Regions from separate parts of the Sus scrofa genome. Here region 1 is linked to region 2. Evidence: chromatin contacts called from public HiChIP or PLAC-seq data. All regions are on one chromosome and are shown on one strand. Each heading gives the region's core, a stretch centred on a gene start, on an enhancer-like site or on the middle of the called end of the contact. The rest is flanking DNA. Distances are from core to core; before and after follow the strand shown.

Region 1 (3,529 bases), core at 41-2,540, 470 kb before region 2:
GTTTTCCAGTTATGAAAACAATGCACAGTCATCGTAGAAAACTGGGAAAACATAGAAAAGAATAAGGAGGAAAGTTGCCACCCTCAACTCCATCACCCAGAGCATCCACTATTAATAGTCTGGTATATTTGAATCCAGTGTTTTTTCTCTGCATGTAATTTTCTTGTAATCCACATAAGCTGAGGCTTAGTGCATATATCTTTTTAGTTATACATACATATACATGGATATGGACCATGTTTAAATACACGTGGCTTATTTTTGTGAACAAAGGCATGGTGTAGGGGTTAGTGTGGGTGTTGGGAGAGGGGTGCTAGTGTCAGACCACCCTGAGTTTGAATGCTGTCTTTGGGTAAGTGATTTCTTTTCTCTGAGTAGCAATTTCCTTCCCCATCTGTAAAATGTGGGAAAAAGAGGACTTACCCCACAGCTGTGGTAAACATTAAATGACACAACATATGCAAAATTAGTACAGCCCCTGGGACAGTGAGAATTCTCACTGATATCAGATTACCACGGAAATCTTAGTCTGACTTTCTGATTCTTAGCAGAAACCTCCAGAAATGAGATGGGTTACTGGGTCCAAGGGTAGGAAGAGCCTCCAGGTTGAAAGAGTTTGCCAAAACTGAGAGAAAAATTTCAACCAAGAGCGCATGTCTCCAGCACCACTGCTGTTCTCATTTGTCTCTCTGTTCTTCCAGGACCTGTTCATGCAAAACAGTCTTTAAGTATCACGATTATTACCAGTTCACGTAATGTTGCATCACCAGGATAATGTTTATCCTAAGTGGCTAAAGCTGTTATTGACATTTGCTATAATTCGCTTAAGTATTTAAGTATTTAATATCTGAGCAGTTTATTTTTCATTCATTCATTTGTTCATTCATTCATTCATTCATTCAAGAAATTGTTATTGAATGCCTACTGCCTGACAGGCACTGACTGGGCATTGGAATTTGCTGGTCAACTGGAACAGGACACTCCTTACTCACTGCATTTGGTCTTTAGCCAGTGAGACAGACCATTACAAGTAAGCAAACAAGTAAAACTCTGATTGAATAAGCTAGACACAAAGGGACAAATATTGTTTGATTCCACCTCTATCAGCTATTTAATAAAGCACACAGAGACAGTAAGATGGTGGTTCAGGGGCTGGGGGAAGGGGCATGGGGAGATATGGGTTAATGGGTACAGGGTTTCAGTTTGAGAAGGTGAAAAATTTCCACAGATGAATGATGATGATGATTGCACAACAATGTTATTATGTATTAATGCCACTGAACTCCATACCTAAAAGTGGGGAAAGTGAGACATTTTATGTTATGTTTGTTTTACCATAATTTAAAAACATGACATAATAGTTAAAGGAATGATTAATGTCTTCGACTCAACCACGAATCTTCAAAACTTCCCCATTCCATTGGGAGCTCCCTGAGAACCGGGATAAGTGTCTCCCCTCTCAGTCTGGGGCCTCTCCTAGGTCCAGAAAGGGATTTCTTCAAATCAGGAGCTGCACCTTGAGGGCCTGGCCTCGTCAAGTCCATCATCAGACTGAGGTGCTCCTTGACGGGGTCGTGCCTCCCTCCATCACACCAGGAGTTATCCCCGTGAGAGTGTATGGGGTGGGGAAAGGGAGCTTCTTGTTTGAAACTGATGTCTCTCAGTCCCAGCCCGGGCCTCACATGCGCCCAACGCCTTTCTACCCCCAGGTTCACCGCAGCTTCTCACCTCCAAGCTCTGCGCGCTGCTCAGGGTGGGCGGGCTGAGGACGCTTCCGCCCTCTTCCAATATGGCCGCCCCCGCCTCTGTGACAGGCCCGGTCACGTGGACAGCCTCGCCTATGAGGTCGCCGGGGCCTGGACGGCGATTGTCCCTTCCCGGGCCCCATCCCGAGTCGGCGACTGCCCTTGTCAACCGGAGCCTGAGCGATCATGGCAACGGGCTCGGGCGGGGAGCGCGTGGCGGCGGCTGCGGCGGCAGCGGCAGTTTGGTCGCGGGCCGGCGCGGCGGAGCGGCGGAGGCGCAGGCGGCGGCACTGGCGTTGGCACCGGCCGTGAGAGCCATGCTGCCGGGCAGCCCCGAGAGGGAGCTGACGGCCTGGTGGGAGGCGGAGGCCGTGGATGCGGCCAAGGCTCAGGCTGCGAAGGACCAGGTCCGTGTGGACCCGGGTGCGGCCGGGGAGCCGGAGCGCAAGGGGGGGAGGAGCAGCCCAAGGAGCCGGCTCCGGGGCCGCCCAGCGCGGCCGAAGAGGGCGATGCCCGCGTACCCCCGCGGCCCCCGCGAACGGTGCCGGTGTCCAGGCCGAAGCCAGCGCCGGCGCCGGCTCAGGGCCTCTGCCCGCACGGGAAGTCCAGGAGCAAGGGCCGCAGCTGCAAGCGGAGCTCTAACCGGTCCAATGAGTATTGCTCTCTGCGGCCCGTCACCGTGGACAGCTCCAAGGCCAGGACCTCCCTGGACGCCCTGAAGATCAGCATCCGCCAGCTCAAGTGGAAGGAGGTGAGGCCCGGCCCGCCGCGTGGGCACAGGGGGGTGGACTGGACTGGCACAGAGGGTCCGGCCGGCCCAGGCCAAGTCTGAGAGCCAAGCTTCAGCTGTGCGCTACACTTGTCAGCCGCAAACTTCTCATCCTTCAAAGCCTAGCCCCCAAGTCACTTAACTCAAGTTGGCTTCAGACCCCTCCGGGTTAAGTTAGCCATCCCTTCCTCTGGCTTCGCTGCAGCTCCATGGTCTCCAGCCATCAGCACTTGGCTCCCTGCATTGTAGATGTTTCTTTATATGTGTGTCTCCTCTACCAGTTTGCGAGTCCCCGGGGCCCTGGACCCTCTTTCACTTCCTATTAAGTTGTAGTTACTTAGCATTTACTATGTGACTCTTGGGGCAGTTGAACAGTTTGTACTTTGGAGGTAGACAGGTCTAGGGTCACCACGCTGCCACTTAGCTGTGTGACCTTGAGCAAGTTGCTTCATCTCTTAAGCCTCTTTCCTCCTTTATAAAGTGAGGCTAATAATACCTATCTCATAGTTTTTTTAGTATCAGAAGACTCACTGCTTATTGTCGTATAGCCCAAGTATGCAATAAGTGCTAACTAATGTTACCGGCCACTCCTCTCTTTCTTCCCACTTCACCATCGCTGTCATGAGTGCAGGCACTGTATTTTGTGTTCCAAGGCTTGGCATACAGCAGGTGTCAGGAAGTGGTGGGTGAAAGGCAAATAAAGGAATGGGTTATTTGTCCCTGACCCACAGGGGGCTGGGATGATGCACCAGTGAAATCCAGAGATATCAGTTGCAGTTGGCTGAGTGGATAAAGCCATTTGACTTGATTTGCAGCATCTAAGGTGATTTAATGTGCTTTCTGGAGCGTCAGGATTGTGGTTTAGGGTGGTTGAATCTGGAGACTTAGACGAGATGATGTGCAGCTGGCAACCTGAGGACACAGGCACTTAGCTCTGGGCCTTGGTTATGGTAGATGTTCAGGAAGGGCTGAATGAAGTGGGAACATGCAGAGAGATGGCCACAGAAGGGATTGG
Region 2 (3,276 bases), core at 376-2,875:
GTCACCATGCTTGAGCCCAGATCTCTGGGGGCCCAGGCCTAGCCCGATGGAGGGAGGAAGGGAGGGAGTGCCCAGAGGCCTCTTCAAGGACGGCAAAGGGCAGGGGATCACAGTCCTTGAGAGACCCTTGAAGACCGAACTCCCAGCACACCTGCTTGAATTCCCAGCCTCAGCTGAACCCTTCCACGTGTGGGGAACTCACTCCTTCAGGAACTCACTATTTCCTGAGGAAGCCCTGTACATTGTTGTTCAGCCCTGACTGTGGGAAAAGCCTTTTCCATTCTGGGGGAAGCAAATGAACAGTTACTGACTGCCTGCTTCATTTATCCTCAGACTGATGCGACACACAGACACATAACCAGTGCCCAGAGGGGTATTTGACCAGATTCCAAACACAGATTTGCTCTAACCCCTCTGGGTCAGGCTGGGCACCGGGCCAGTATTCCAGACTCCCAAGATAACCCAAGACTGTGTAAACTCAGCCCAGGTCCGGGCTAGGTACTCCCAAAGCACTGTCCCCCGTCCACCCATGGCACCTCAGTGGGCCTGAGCCATTGCAGGGATCCTGGCCTTTCCAAGGGCCCCTTTAAAGGCCTCCTCCTTCCAGGGAGCCTCCCCCCTCCCTCCTACCGGCTGTGGAAGGAAGTGCCGGCCCCCACCCAGCCCAGAAGGCAGCCCCCTGGATCGCACGTGTTTCCAGCTGAGGATCCTGTTACTGGAAAAAGAAAATGCTGCCTGCACCTCCCCCTCCAGGTCCTGCCTCCTGGGCTTGAGACACACTCTGTTGAAAGGAGTTGGCGCCCACCCACTCCAAGAGATTCTGGACAGATGTTACAAGCCACTGATCCTTTGGAGCCACCACCCCTGGGATAGGACCCCCTGATGTCCACCCACGTGTCTGCCCAAGAGGTGGGGGGGTGGTCCCGTAAGTCCCAGTGGATTAGAAAGGGATTGGGGGAGGGGAAGCTGAGAGGCCGGGCAATGCAGGCGAGGTGAGGAAAGCCAGATCCAGGCAGGAAGAAGTGATCGCCCCCTTTACAGAGTAAACTGAGGCACAGTGGGGGGAGAAACTGAGAGGTGGAAGAAAGAAGCTGAACTTTCAATTCGTGTTTCCCTGCCCTCGCCAAGAGGAGACACCGGAGCCCCAGTTTCCCCACGGGGGGGCGGAGGTAGGGCGGGGAAGGATGAGGGAGAAGCTGGGGGAACCCGGATCATGGGCAGCCAGCTGGGGCAGTATGGGGGTCCCCGGTAAATAGACAGCCGGAGGGTCCAGATTCCCTGGCATCCCAGGGCATCAGGTGGTGACCGGGAGGTATGGAGGGCCTGGGGTCAGGGGTCAGGGTGGCGCCTACCCCTGGCGGGCCGGGTCCGGCTGCGGGAGCGGCTCCTCTGTCGCTGCAGCCGGGGCCGCCTCAGCAGCCGGTAGTAGTAGGAGGGCCTCCCGGTGCTCTTCCTGGCGCTGCCGCCCGCGGACATGCTGCCGCCCGCCGGGCACCGGGCTGGGCCTGGGCGCGCTCACACGGGCCCCATCGCCCGCTCCGGCTGGCCCGGCGGGCGTCCCCGCGTTCTCCCGCGCGCCTCTCTGGCCGCCGCTGAGGCCAAGGCTGCCCCACAAAGTCGCTCAAACTCCTCCTCCTGCTCCCGCCCTCCCCGGAGCAGCCGGCCCCGCTGCGGGGGCCGGGGACCAGGAGGCCGGGCTGGCACCGGCCCGGAAAGTCAGTGCGGGAGAAATCCCGGCCTGGAGTCGGCGAGGCCAGGCGGGCCGGAGTGCCCGGGACCCCAGGCAGGTCCGCTGGAGGGTCACCGCCCTCACCTCCGCGCCTGAGAGCCCCAAGCCGGACCTCTGGGCGCTCCCGGCGCCCCACCCCTCTGGCGGGTATAGAGGGTGCACCGCCACGTGCGTGCGTTCCTCGCCACCGGCAGCGCGCTCGCAAGGCGACCAGTTGGGGTCCGTGCTCTTTAAATTAGAGTCCTAATGAGGCCGGTGCCCCGGGGCGATTTCTACCCCACCCTCTCTGAGCGGAGTATTCCCCCCTCCCACCGCAAACACCCGGCCAGGAACGCCCCCCGCCCCCGCGCCAGGTGGAAAGCCTTCCCTTTTACTCAGGATACTCACCTGTTCTTGAATAAAGCGTCCTGTTTGATACACATATTGTTTTTATATTTCTTTACAATTCGAGTATATATTTCAAGCACAAAAAAAGTAGAGAGAATATGACAAACACCCACTTATCCCTCGGCCCTTTGCCAAATCTGAACCTTTAGCTCCTTTGATTTAGACCCTCCCCAAAATAAACACCACAGACGCTGTGAGGTCTTCCTCCCACTGGGCACTTGCAGCAGCTCTGGCAGGGCTTCCGGAAGGGCAGAACTATCCTATCTGGGAAACTGAGGCGGAGAAGGGAGAGTACCAGCTCCCTCTATTGCAGCCTGCTGAACGCTTTCTCCAAGTTACCACAGTTCCCAGATCAGAACCTTCCACGGCTCCCCAAAGTCCACAAGCAATAAGTCCAAAGAACAGTCTTTGCCATTTGATGCTCCAAAGGTCAAATCACTCTCCAGCCTCACCTCCACTTCTCCCCTACTTCTCACTTGTTTTTGCTCTGCTCCCAGCAGGGACTGACTCCCTATGGACTCTTCTCTGCCTGGCCAAAGCCCATTGCCATGGGCCCACCTCCTCCAGCTCTCCTGACCACCATGGCTGATTGTCGGCAGGTATCCCTCTCCATCCTCCCTGCAGCAGCATTTATTTTTAACATTATTCTGACAACCACCTGCCTAAGCTCCACCCCCTCAAGCACAGAAGGGGAAACTGAGACCCTGGCAGGAGGCCTGACTTGCTCCCTGGCAGAGGCAAAGGGCCTCAGCCACGGCTCGGACAAGTGGTCTTAGGGCTGTGTTGGTGGAAGAGTCACACGTGGGGCCTGAGGGAGTTGGCTGTCCTCCTCCATCGCTGCGGAAAAGGTGGGGCCCTGGAGCGGGTGGGGCAGTCTGGGCAGGAATCCAGACCAGGTTTTGCACCTCACAAAGTGGACCCCCCTCCCTGGCTCCCTCAGCCAGGGGGGTAGGGCCCCCAGGTCTGAAGAAGCCTGGATCACAGCTGGAAGCCAGGCGCCTTCTCAGGACCGGGAGGGAGGGGCGGGAGGGGCAGTGCTCTTCCAAACCCTGTCTGGGTCATCAGAAGTTAGCGACTCCCTTGGCCATGCCCCCAGAGCTCTGGCCAATCCCTGGGGACCATGGAAAACCACAGGGCCTGCAAGGACCCTATTAGCCTCC

The links. HiChIP or PLAC-seq counts read pairs in DNA pulled down with a chosen protein or histone mark.
Region 1: an H3K27ac HiChIP or PLAC-seq map of skeletal muscle shows a contact between it and region 2, with 3 times the contacts expected there. The contact joins the promoter of TTLL11 here to the promoter of DAB2IP in region 2. A contact is called at or near these places in 2 of 47 Hi-C or Micro-C datasets (both in skeletal muscle) and 1 of 2 datasets of contacts at active chromatin or transcription factors (skeletal muscle).

What each region holds. Positions count from the first base shown.
Region 1 is chr1:262,202,512-262,206,040 of Sscrofa11.1, reverse strand. It overlaps TTLL11 (tubulin polyglutamylase TTLL11), which reads left to right and starts at 1,290. Exons shown (of 11, transcript XM_021068337.1): 1 at 1,290-2,192; 2 at 2,195-2,496. The coding sequence starts at 1,790. LOC110256220 (a long non-coding RNA gene) reads right to left here and starts at 1,801. Exons shown (of 2, transcript XR_002337477.1): 1 at 1,729-1,801; 2 at 1-1,290.
Region 2 is chr1:261,730,629-261,733,904 of Sscrofa11.1, reverse strand. It overlaps DAB2IP (disabled homolog 2-interacting protein), which reads right to left and starts at 1,625. Exons shown (of 18, transcript XM_003353636.5): 1 at 1,353-1,625. The coding sequence starts at 1,476.